3 separate regions of the Mus musculus genome follow, and regions 1 and 3 are each linked to region 2. A link is a contact called in public HiChIP or PLAC-seq data. All regions are on one chromosome and are shown on one strand. Each heading gives the region's core, a stretch centred on a gene start, on an enhancer-like site or on the middle of the called end of the contact. The rest is flanking DNA. Distances are from core to core; before and after follow the strand shown.

Region 1 (4,116 bases), core at 319-2,818, 1.1 Mb before region 2:
TCCAGCAGCTGTAGCTGAAACTCTTAGGGGGTAGAGAATCCAAAGCTGCACAGAGATGCAGCCCCGCAGGCTTGGCTTTATTCTGGGATCCGGTATTTCATCCAGGTATTTACTCCAGGTATTTAAATGGGAGAGACCTAGTGGTAGGTGGGTGTGGCCTAATAGAGCCTCGTTGTTTGGCTCCATTCTCAACACTTCGAAATTGTCAAATGAGCTTTCTAGTCAGCACTGTTTAATTATCACTGTGTTTCTGTGGTGTGAGGCAAAGAAAGGAGTGAGTAGTTAAGAGTGTTCGGAATGCCTTTGTCTCTGAGAGGTAAACCTTAAAGTACTATTTTTAGAGAACTTTTCTGAAACCACTTCACTGAGTTTGCCCACAATAAGTTTTAAGGAGTTTGCCTTAGGTAGAAGTGTCAAAATGGACGTTTCTGCTTGCTTTCAAACATTTAACAAAAGTGTTCCTTTAAGCATTGAAATATTTCTTTTATCGGTGTAAATTCTGGGGCATTAAGACTATACTTGGGGGGCAGAATCCAAGGATTGGGGCACTGGGGCAGTCGAGCCGGAAAGATACAGGAACTGAAAGCGATGGAGCTGACACAGCTCCGTTCTCACTGCAGTGAGAGATAGTAAATATGTTCATATATCGCTCTCCCTTTAGCAGTCTGAAAGCTAACCCAGTAATTGAGGTGTGGGCAGACTCAGCTCCAGTCCCAGCCCCAAGCAGCCTCGGGTCCCTTTCCCCTGGCCCCCTTTGTATCATGAAGCTAGTAAACTCAGCACGTTCCCGCTCTTCTTCCTTTTCTGTGCCCATCCACACCTCTTCCCTCCTCCTCGAGGTTCCACACAGGCCATGACACAAACTGTGCCCGCCTAACTGTTACAGCACACACTTCTGATTCACCACTGACTCGGGTTTACATGTAACGAAAGGGAGGGGCTCCGGGTTTGGAGGAGGGGCAAGACAGGGTCCTGGGCCAGTCCACCCTGGAAGACAGCATCCCAGGTTACAGCCCACCCCGATGACAGCCACCCTCCGATGACACAGCCCACCAAGCTCTCGCGGCCTCCCCTCCACCCCGGCGACTACAGACCGCAGGACACAGCGGTGGGGTCAGCGGGCTGCGCTCCCGGGAGATGCGCCCCGCGCTGGCCGCTCCTGGCCTGTCTCCCCCACAGCCCCGGGACAAGTCGCCCGCGGCCACCACCTGTCGGGGTGCGGAGCAGCACGCAGGGAACTGCTTTCACTCCTGCCGAACTTGCCCAACGCAAACTTTCCACCCGAGGCTCCCGAGCCTGCGCCGCGCCTTACCTGGGGTGTGGATGGCAGCTCCCTGGGATCCCCGCGGCCGCGGGCTCGGATCGTCCGCAGCAGCTGCCACCGACCCAGACATAGCCCGCTCGGGAGCATCCTCCTGCCGGACAGAGCTCCTGGCATTAACGACGCATCCTCATCCGGCTGCTATAGCCCAGCCCGCTGTGGGCTCTGCCCGCCCCGCCGACTGGGGCGGCGACAGGAGGGTGTGTCCCCGCTTTGACTTCGCTTGGTGCACACCCGGGCTCCAGGCTGGGTATTTTTCCTCCGACAAAAAAAGAAACATTTTTTTTTCTCTCTCTTTAAAAAAGCGCAAACGAGTGGCGAACTTCTTCCTGGCTCCCTCACATACGTCTTGAGAAAGGAAAGAGGAGCTGGACTCACACCATGCAGCTGTTGATGTCAAAACCCAACAGAAGCCAGGACCGGAAGTAGTGAGGCTTGCTTGGGACCTCAGATTTGGGAACGCAGGCCGATGATTGGGAGTTCAAGGCCACCATCCACTAAAAAGTTGGAGTACACTCTGAGCTACCCCAAACCCTGCCACAACATGAACCAAAACTCCAGGGCTCTGAGGAAAGGACTGGGAGCTGGGAGCTGAAAGGTCCCTGGAAATTGCGCTCCTTTGCCCGGCTGGAAAGAGGAAGAAAAATGAGTTTGCCAAAGCTCCACCTCCAGGTGGGCTCCAAGGCTTGGGATGAGCCTCTCCTGGGCCTCAGATCACTGGCAAAGTCAGCCCAGGACTCTAGATGCTCCAGAGATTTGTAGTTCATTACAGGCTGGCCCAAGTCCAGACACTGGGAAATTTTCTTCCACAGCAAAGCTTGCTTCTCTTTGGGGGGCACATGAAAGGACCCTGCTCCCCGAGGGGCAGGAGTTAAGCATTGCGAAATCACTGTTAAAACCGCTATTAGCGTTAACGATCAGTTCTGTAGGCTCGCATTGTAAGCACTCTCAATGCTCAATGCTCGACGCTCGCTTTCCTGTAAATGGCAAACATGTGGGGGTGGGGAGGCAATTTGGCTTCCTAATTGGCAGCTGTTAGGCTTCCCCTGATTCCTGGCTGCCTCGAGCCAAAGGACTGTCAGTCAAACACTCTGCCATTCTGAGCGCAGCACAGATGCCTTGAGGAAACTACAGGATGGTGATCAAAGCTCCCAAGGTTACAGCCCCAGCCTGGAGTGTTTCAGTTTACACAGGGCGGTTTTGCTATCACATGCCCTGTCACTATTTCTAACCAGCCCAGAAGAGAAGCATTTTACCTGGCAGCTCAAAAGTTACAGTTGTTGTCTTTGGTGTGAACACAAACCATCTGTGTGAGAGTTTTGCTGTGATTGGTACACTATCCCCCGCCCCACCCCCACCCCCGCCCGCCCCTCTAGCCATGTAATCCCAGTGTTTGGCTGGTTGGTAAGCTAGCTGCGGAGGCACCATTGCGTTTCCCTGCTCTGGTGTTACAACCTTAGATCCAATAGAAGGCTTCTCCAGGTCAGTGGTAATGATGCACTTTAATTCCAGTAATCAGGAGGCAGAAACAAGAGGACCTTAGTTTGTAAGTTCAAGGCCAGCCGGGACTCTATAATAGGTTCCAAGCCAGTCGAGGCTACATAGTGAGAATCTGTCCCAAAATTTAAAAAAAGAAAAAGAAAGTCACCTACACAATTTTCTTAGTTAGGGTTTCTATTGTTGCAATAAAACAACATGACCAAAAGCAAGTTGAGAAGGAAAGGGTTTTTTTTTTTTGGGGGGTGGGGTGGGCGCGGGGGTGTTATACTTCCTAATTGTAGTCCATTATTGTAGGAAGTCAGGACAGAAATTCAGACAGATGTAAACCTGTAGGCAGGAGCTGATGCAGAGACCATGAAGGGGTGCTGCCTGCTGGCTTGCTCTCCATGGCTTGCTCAGCCTGCTTTCTTATAGGACCCAGGCCTACCTGTCCAGGGATGGCACTACTTACAATGGGTTGGGCCCTCCCACATCAATCATTAATTAAAAAAATGCCAAGCCGGGTGTGGTGGCGCACTCCTTTAATCCCAGCACTTGGGAGGCAGAGGCAGGTGGATTTCTGAGTTTGAGGCCAGCCTGGTCTACAAAGTGAGTTCCAGAGAGACCCTGTCTCGAAAAACCAAAAAAAAAAAAAAAAGCCTTACAGCTCTGCCTACAGTCCGAGCTTATGGAGGCAAATTCTCAGTTGAGGTTCCCTCTTTTCAGATGAGTTTAGCTTGTGCCAAGTACAACTACCCAGCACAAAAATGGTCTTCTCTTGCCTACTTGTGTAGAGTAGGTCGAGCTGGTTATACAAAGAAAAAAGCAGAGACAAGAAGCAGGGGAGTCAGTGATGGCAGTCACCGAGTCCAGGCAGCACGCTGAGCACCAGAAGCAGTGGGGTCATCAACTGCTTTGACAAACCAGAGGGCACAGAGTGGCGGAGGGCACAGGACAGGCCAAGACACAGAGGAAGAGGGAACGCAGGCTGCACTGACAGTCGGGAAAGAGCTGGGACCTGAAGGAACTGGTGAGCCAGGCAGACAGAAGGGAAGAGCTGGCTGGATGTTAGGAAAGCTGTCAAAGCAGAGCCACAGCCACAGATATGCAAAAGCAAAAGGAATCTGAGAGAGCAACAAGAGCCCGGGCAATGCTGGCTGCAAAGGTCAGCCGAGATGAGACAGTGGTTAAGAGCCCCCTTGAAGAGGACTCAAGTTCTAGTCCCAAACTACCAGTCCTCAGGTAGTACTATGTTCAATTTTCCAAGGAACCACCAGACTGATTTCCAGAGCGGTTGTACCAGCTTGCAATCCCAC
Region 2 (4,058 bases), core at 580-3,079:
GCTCACTCAGAGGAGGAATTCTGACTTTGTTAAATTTATGTTAGCAGGAGCTGTAAACGTCTGAAACTATGTCCCTTTGCTCTTCACCCTATCACACTGGAGGCTGCATAGATTCACTCTAAAAATGGATTTATTCCCAACCTTCCTTTTATTCTCCCTGGTACCCTGAAGGAAAAATGCCATTTTTGGCTTTTGTAAGGTATAGTCTTGACAATTATTTAATTTTTAAAGAAAAGTTTTTGTTATTCTGACTTCTTTCACCAGCCCCTTGTTGTACCTAAATCTATCAGATTACATATGACCAACCACGTCCTATGCAGCAAACCAAACTATACATATATTTCAAACATATATATATATATATATATATATATATATATATATATATATCCACCTCCTAGCCAGCTCCCAAACTGGTAGTTATCAGTAAGCAAAGTTTTAAATGCTGACTTAAAGAACTGTTAAAGTCTACAATGCCCAATAGCCCACACTTTCACCTTTAAAAGAGAGCTCTTGTCCTAAGCGTTCTTATGTAATGAAACCAACACACGATTCGTTGGAGTCTTATTTTCCATTTAAGTAAGATGGAGATACAATTCTTCCTGTTTACTGCTCCCAGGTTCTACAGATGGCTGCCTCACTGGTCTAATGATTTTGCCTGAATATTTGACTTGAGGGGAGGGGTTGAGAGCTAAAAGACAATGTGTTTCCAAACTTAAGCCCCACTTACACAGTGACTTTCACAAAGCGTCGCCCTTAAAAGTCCTGTCCAAAATGCACCAAGGAGACAGTGGGAACCGGAGAATTTTTGAGGTTTGATTCGTATTTACATCCATCCTTTAAAGGTCCCTTTCAGCGGAGTCTCCAGGATGTCAGCAACTGCCCAGTGCTGCCTGCCTCTCCTAGGTTGTTCTTCTCCCTCCTTTTGGGATGTATTTTCCTTTTTCTACGAGGTCTCTACACGCTGAGTCGAGAATCTCCAAAAACCCACGTTCATTCGGTGATAAAGGCACAATGAATGTGATAGCGTAGAAGCGATATTTAAGGCTCAGTCTTCATCCACACCCTTCTTACTGATCCTTCCCCCCTGGTAAGCCTGGAGATTTTATTTTCGCTAGGGTGGTGTGCCCTTGTCTCCGAAGTGTGTGTGATTCACGGTTAGTAGAGTCACAACTCTTCTGTTTGCCTTTGCTGAATCTCTTCTCTCTGGTTAGGTGAGCAATGTGTTACATTTTCTCCTTTTCCTTCCCCTAGTCCCTAATTCTCGCCTTATTCCCTCTGTCAGAGCATCTATCAATGTGGTGTCGACCACAGCGCCAGCGGCTTTCTCTTTCATCTTCCTCCCCTTGCCTGAGTGAGGGGGCTAGAGTGGGCGGCGGGAAGGAGGTTGAAGAAAGACTGGCAAAGGACTAGAAGTGAGGCGCCGGGGGCGGGGTGGGGTGGGGTCGGCAAGAGAAGAAGAGATGCTCAGATGATGAAGTTAAGCCATTCCCGTAGTTTCTCGTCAATTTTCACGTGGGCCACACTGTTCTTTGGGGTTGGGTTACACACAGCACCCAGTCTATCTTCAGGTTGTATGGTGTCGTCCCCCCCCCCCCAGGCATGAACAGGCGGGCGCAAACACATACGCACCCCCACGGCGCCCCCCCCCCCCAAGTATGACTCGTCCTTTGGGTGCTAGGAAATGAACTAGGGCTGGGGGGGGGGGGAGAGAACCTGGATCTCCTCCTCCTCCTAACAGACTCCCTCCTCCCCACCCCTCCAGCAGGCAGCCAAGGAGAGCAGGAGGCGGGGGAGGGGCGGGGGAGGAGAAGCGACGCAAGTGAATAGCTTTGCAGCGCCGGCTAGGCGCGGCGAGGAGAAGCGGTGGGAAGGCGCAACCGCTCACCTGCGGGGCAGCGCGCACCGGAGGGACCGGGCTGCGCTTTCGTGGGCCCTGGCATTCGGACATTCCCGGAGCCTTGCAAGCGGCTACGCTCCGGGTGTTCCCCGGCCGGTCTGCCCGGAGGAGCCGAGGGGCCACCGGCAGCTCTTTGCTTTGACCGAGGGGAGGCGGGGAGAGAGGCGAGCCAGGCAGAAACTCGAGCCGGGAACAAAGAGGGATCGGGCTCGAGTGTGTGTGTGTGTGTGTGTGTGTGTGTGTGTGTGTAAGTGTGTGTATCGGCCCGAGCTGCGGGCTGGAACATTTGGGCCCGAAGCTCCTGCTGTGACTCCCCAAGACTCCGCCGTGCCAGCCACCGCCGATTCCCAGCGCTCATCATCACAAACTTTATTCTTGGCAAACTTCTCTTTTTCTCCCCTCCTCCTCCGCCCCTCCCCCTCCAGCAGATTAAATGCTCCTCCAGAAGGAAAACCGAAGCGAAAGGGAAGGAAAGAAGCTCTAACGCGGACGTCTGCAGCCCGGTGGCTCTTTATTGTTTACTCTGAAGGAAGTGGACTTTTCGGTATTTTCTGATTCTTCTCGTACCTCCGCTGGGGCAAAGGGAGCCTCTTGGCCCAGCTCTCCTCTTCTCAAAAACAAAACAAAACAAAACCCCAAATCACCGAAATCAGCATCCGAGGAATCCGTGGAGAGGTTTTGCACGGTGACGCACCACGGGACCCTCGTTTGCACTTTGGCAAGTCGTGTCCCCTCCGGAACCGGTGTCCTCGAAGCACAGACCCCAGCAACGAGTGCGGCGTGGGGTGGCCACCCAGCCCTGGCAGCCTAGCCTAGTGCACGCGGAGCGGCGTAGACGCTCTCAGAGGCGCCGGCGGCTGCCGCCCTCGCAGTCTGGTGCCCTTCGCCCCAGGGCCGGGCGCCGGCGTCCTTCTAAGTGGGAAAGCGCGGCAATCGCAGAGGCTCCTGCAGCTGCTCCAGCCGTGGGCCCCTCGCTTGCCCACCCGGCTTCCATTCACAGTCCTCCCGCACTCAGTCTTCCAACTCCCCCACCTCACATCGACCCTCCCTTCTTGCTGTCTCGGAGTGCTCCCGCAGCGGAGCGGAGATTACACAGCCGCCGGGATGCCCCAACTTTCCGGAGGAGGCGGCGGGGGGGACCCGGAACTCTGCGCCACCGATGAGATGATCCCCTTCAAGGACGAAGGCGATCCCCAGAAGGAGAAGATCTTCGCCGAGATCAGTCATCCCGAAGAGGAGGGCGACTTAGCCGACATCAAGTCATCTTTGGTTAACGAGTCCGAAATCATCCCAGCCAGCAACGGGCATGAGGTGAGTGGGCAGCTGTCCGGAGAGGCGTGGCGGGTCCCGGGGAAGCGGAGGGGAAGCAAGCAGGGTGCGCGACCACGGTGGCCATTGAGCCCTGGTCCCTCGCGGGCTGGGTGGGGAATAACGGCCCCTAGTCCATGGTGCGCACGTGTGTGAGCAGCGGGCAGGGAAATTTATCCCAAGTGTTTCTATGGCTAAACGGTGGCAAATGGGCAGGAAACGCTGGCCTATACCGGACCGGTTTCGTCCTCCGACGTTTCGGTGGCTCTGAGGGACGCGGTGCATTAAAACAGGGATGTCTAAACACAACTGTGAAGTCTATCATGGGGTGGAAAACAAAGTGCATCCGCTAGCTCTCTCGGTACAGTGCACAGAAGTGCGTTAAACCACCGAGGGCTCCAAGGAGCGAAGCCCCAGGCGGGAGGAAGGAGAGGCGGGCGTGGGCCTCGCAGAAGGGGCCGTCCCAACCGCCGTGGAGCCGGGGCGCGCGCCCTAACTGCGGGGGCGTTGCGGGGCCGGGTCCCCACAGCAGGAGAGGCTGCTGCCGGGAGCCGTGGGCGAGCCGATCCGAGCCAGCCAACGGCACCGATACCGCAGTCCTTCCGCCCGCAACCCCGGCGTTTAAAGTGGAAAGAAAAGCGTTTATTTGGGGTTAGGCTGGGTTGGGATCAGGCCCTGGATCTCTGCAGAAGAAAGGCGAGCCCTCGGCGGAAGCCGGGCGGCGGCTAGGGAGGAGGGACGCGCTTTATCAGATCTCCGGGCCAGCTGAAGGCGACGGCGCTGGTAACCCGAGTAGAGTAAATAGAGACACGTGGGTGCCGGCGCGAGGGAGCGGGGAGCCCGGCCGCGC
Region 3 (4,011 bases), core at 731-3,230, 1.3 Mb before region 2:
TAGGGCACCTTGTTCTCCTCGGTGGTACATTTACACACGATGTCATCTTCACAGGGATGCATGAATTCTCCTAACACTGAAACAGCACAGAACAGACACGAGGCCACTGCAAACACTGACCAACTCGGGAATCCAGTGGGCTTTGCCACTTGTCTTTCCCCATATCTGATCCCCTCTATGGCAGAGCTCAGCTGTCAACACTGTAGTCCCAAGTTAGCATGCCACTACCAGGGGACCTAAAAGAGACTCCCCTTCTGTCTGTACACTGTAAAATGAGGCCAGTCACATCTAACTGCAGCCACACCTGATGCTAAAGCAACAGGAACAACAAACTAGGTGCTTACAATGGTGCTCACTCGCTGTCCACCAGTTACCCTGTCATGGCTGTTACAGCTGCATTCAATGCTACGTTCCATTGACTCTTCTTCCTCCCCAGCCTCAAATGTGAACCACTCTGGCTTTATTGATCCCTCCCTCCTTTCTCAGAACTCATCACCACTACCACTTCTTCACCAGTGATTATCCCTTCCTGGGAAGTGTGCAAACACAAGGCACCTCTGTTTCTGTAACCCAGGATTAATACCATTCGCCTACAAAACTAACTCCCCAACCTTAGCAACAACTAGAACCTTTTCTTCTCACTATCAGCCAAGTTCTACTTATATTTCTTTTGAAATCCCTTCTCCATCCGTGTGTCCAATGCACAGACTTCAGGCAGCATGGAACCCAGGGAACTATGAATGTGGCCCTACACAAGATAGTACACACACTTATTTACAACATGATTTTGCAGGGTGCAAGGGAATGAGTGTTCAAACTAGGCTGCATGGTTATGGAGTGTGAATTCTGTAGGTATTTTCTGGTAACTGAAAATATGAGCTACGAAAACTAAAAACTTGGCTTTGTGTTTCAACTATATCACTAAGGAATCATACTTAATCCTAAAAAGTGTTCTGCCCTTTAGAAGGAGCCAGGTACTCAATGTTGTCTAAGTCTCATCTTTTCAGTCCCAACTCAAGTTCACCTCCACACTGCATTTCGGTTCTCATGATCAGTCCCTTATACGTGTCAGGGCACTCAAGCGACTTGCCTTTCGGAGTCTTATCAACAAACGCACTAATAACTTAAACCGGATTCTATTCCCAATGCAAAGGAGGTTAAGCTCAGAAGACGACTTACAGACGACACGTTCTGGAGGCCCTTGATCTTGAAATTTATTAAAGCCTCCACGACCGCCCCCTCGTCCAAATCCTCCTCGGCCGCCGCCCCTGAAACTGCCGCCGCCGCCGCCGCCTCCGCCCCTGAAACTGCCGCCGCCGCCTCCGCCGCCCCCTCGGAAGTGGTTGTTGCTGCCGCCGCCACGGTTGAAGCCTCCGCCTCCACCACCGCGATTAAAGCCTCCGCGACCTCCGCCTCGGAAAGACATGCTCTCTCCGGCCTGGCGAAATAGACGGGCCGCTCCTCCCGGTCACCGCGGGTCGATCATTTATCTAAGTCCCCTCCGCCTCGCTCAGGCCACCAAGAAGGGGACAGCAGTAAACGCCGCCCTGCCACTCGCCCACACAGCCAAGTGGCGAGCGCAGAGAGAGCGGTGTCTTCGCCCCAGCCCCACGACCCGTGGCTCGCCACCGCATCCCATGCCTCTCCACCGCATCCCGCCCCGCGGGTGCCCTCACCCTCGCTCGCCCTCCGCCGCACTCACCGCGCCACGTGCGTCTCCAGCCTAGCCCGGCGCGCGCGCGCGGAGGGACACTTCCGGCGCGCTCAAACCTCCTCGGCCACCGTAGCCGTCCAATGTTACCAGACTAGAAATTGGAAGGGCTGGTTTGCAGGAAGGGCCCGTCACTACCGGACGCAGCGGTCCCAACGCCTTACCGAGTAGAGCACACAGCACCGGAAGAGAAACAATAGCGTCCAGCGTGACCCCCCCCCGCCCCCACCTCATCCACGCAAGGGCCACCGCGCTAGAGGTGGCGGAAGTGACGCAAAATCGCAGCGCCCTCCGTACGCGACGTTTCCGGAAGTGTGGCGGCGCGTTGCCCTTGGAAACGGAGTTGTTTGAGTCCTTCCGTGCTAACAGCTGGTGAGGCGTGTCGTCGCTGAAGCGTGCTGGCTGCAGTTGGTGCTACTCGCCGGGCTCTGTCACTTCTTGGGTTGCGAGAAGGTCCCGACCTGACTCTGCTCCACGGAGTGTTGGCCACTCAAGCGGTGCTCAGCCCAGGACGTCGGAACCTGTCACCGCCAACGGAGTTGCCTCTGTGTGTGTGTGTGTCCTGTTATTATTAAATACGAAAGGGTGTGTGTCGAAGTTGCCTGTGTGTCCGTGTTCTGTTATTATTAAATAGGAAAGGGTGTGTGTTTGTGTGTGAGATGACAGAAAGGCAACCATTTTTAAATATGGTCTCAATGTCTTCATCAAGTACGTTTTGAACTCCGAGAGACTATGCACCCATCTATAGATGACACCTCACCTCCCGTCTCCTTAACACTCTCATCTCCGACATCGGTTTCCTTACATCACTAAAACTTCACTCATCACAAAAGAAGTGACCTCTAGTTCTTAAATTTGGTTGACTTCTTTTGTATCTGTATTGTCTGAAACATCTCTTGGCATTTGACAATATCACCTTTTATTTGAAAGAAAGTAGAGACTGATCCGCATATCAGAGGATTATTGTGAATAGATTTTTGAAAGATCTTTGTAAAAGATATAGAAACATTAATAATTCCAGTATGCCAGTTACTCTAAACTGTAAACTTCTTGAAAAAGTACACACCAGTTCCAAATATTTTTAAAAATTGGGCAAATGTACTTTAAATTTAGATGTTATAACCATATATATCCAATTATATATTATATTTATAATATAATATATGTAATATAGAACATACAATTATAAAATACTGAATTATAATATATGTAATAATTACATATGTAATTTTACATGCATACACACCATATATATATATGTATACACACACACACACACACACACACATATAATCAGCACTATCCCTACCTCTATTCTAGGCTTGTGGCAATCTCTAATCAAACCTGATGGGTTTCTGTTGATTCCTGTGAAGTACCTTTGTACTGTCATAGCTGAGTTCAGCCTTTTGACACTGCTACCCTTTTTCATTGCCACTCCAAATCACTCAATATAGTCTAAGAATTCAGATGCTCAAACATCACAACAGGCAACATCTCCCATTCTGGGCCCCAGACTAAATAAATGCTTGTTGACTTAACTTCTTCCGTCTGTGCTGCATTTGATGATATAGTGAATCTAATACCATTGCTGTTTTGTATAGTCTCATACTCAGCTCCCCCATAGCCCTGCACTTTCCCTTAGCAGTGTGTCTAAAGCCGTTTACATGATTAGTAATCAGTATGTGCACTTACCATCCCTCTGCCCCATCAGGCTAGAATTGCTGCCTTGTTTTCTTTGTCTTTGTTAGACTCTTCCTCTCTCCTGAAATAGCTCCATTTTCCATCCACTAGAATAGCCCCATATTCTGACCATGGAGGAATGCTCTAAATAATTTTACTATTTACACAGCCCCTGCATAAAATTTACATACACACATATACATGCATGAATGTACACACTAGAACAATAAACTTTATATCACACAATAGTTGCGAAAGTTTTTTTAACTATGGCAAAATATACATAATATAAATCGTCATTATTCTTAAATTATTCCCTGCTATTAAGTTCATTCACACGGCTGTGCAATACAGTGCCCTTTTGAATAGAGAGTGATGTTTTCACTGTGAACCTATGGGGCTATGGAGATAGCTCAGTGGATAAGAATGCTTGCTATACAAGAAAGAAGGTCAAGGTTAAAATCTCCAGCATGCAAACAGAAGTTGAGCATTGCCCTGGATGCCTGTAACCCAAGTTTATCAAACTTTGAAAGTGAAACTTTCTTAGTTTTTCATATTCCATCATGAAAATTTCACTCTTTGTATTCTATCTCTGTCTTAAGTACTGGGATGAGTTTCTT

The links. HiChIP or PLAC-seq counts read pairs in DNA pulled down with a chosen protein or histone mark.
Region 1: an H3K4me3 HiChIP or PLAC-seq map of embryonic forebrain shows a contact between it and region 2, with 2.6 times the contacts expected there. The contact joins the promoter of Mcub here to the promoter of Lef1 in region 2. A contact is called at or near these places in 2 of 39 promoter capture datasets (hippocampal neurons and liver) and 1 of 115 datasets of contacts at active chromatin or transcription factors (embryonic forebrain).
Region 3: a contact with region 2 is called in an H3K27ac HiChIP or PLAC-seq map of epiblast stem cells, with 7 times the contacts expected there. The contact joins the promoter of Gar1 here to the promoter of Lef1 in region 2. A contact is called at or near these places in 4 of 39 promoter capture datasets (hippocampal neurons, liver and pre-B cells), 1 of 484 Hi-C or Micro-C datasets (embryonic stem cells) and 2 of 115 datasets of contacts at active chromatin or transcription factors (embryonic stem cells and epiblast stem cells).

What each region holds. Positions count from the first base shown.
Region 1 is chr3:129,968,638-129,972,753 of GRCm38.p6, forward strand. It overlaps Mcub (mitochondrial calcium uniporter dominant negative beta subunit), which reads right to left and starts at 1,569. Exons shown (of 8, transcript NM_025779.3): 1 at 1,313-1,569. The coding sequence starts at 1,438.
Region 2 is chr3:131,108,468-131,112,525 of GRCm38.p6, forward strand. Lef1 (lymphoid enhancer binding factor 1) reads left to right here and starts at 1,830. Exons shown (of 12, transcript NM_010703.4): 1 at 1,830-3,211. The coding sequence starts at 3,005.
Region 3 is chr3:129,829,416-129,833,426 of GRCm38.p6, forward strand. It overlaps Gar1 (GAR1 ribonucleoprotein), which reads right to left and starts at 1,981. Exons shown (of 7, transcript NM_026578.3): 1 at 1,703-1,981; 2 at 1,180-1,438; 3 at 1-76. The coding sequence starts at 1,426.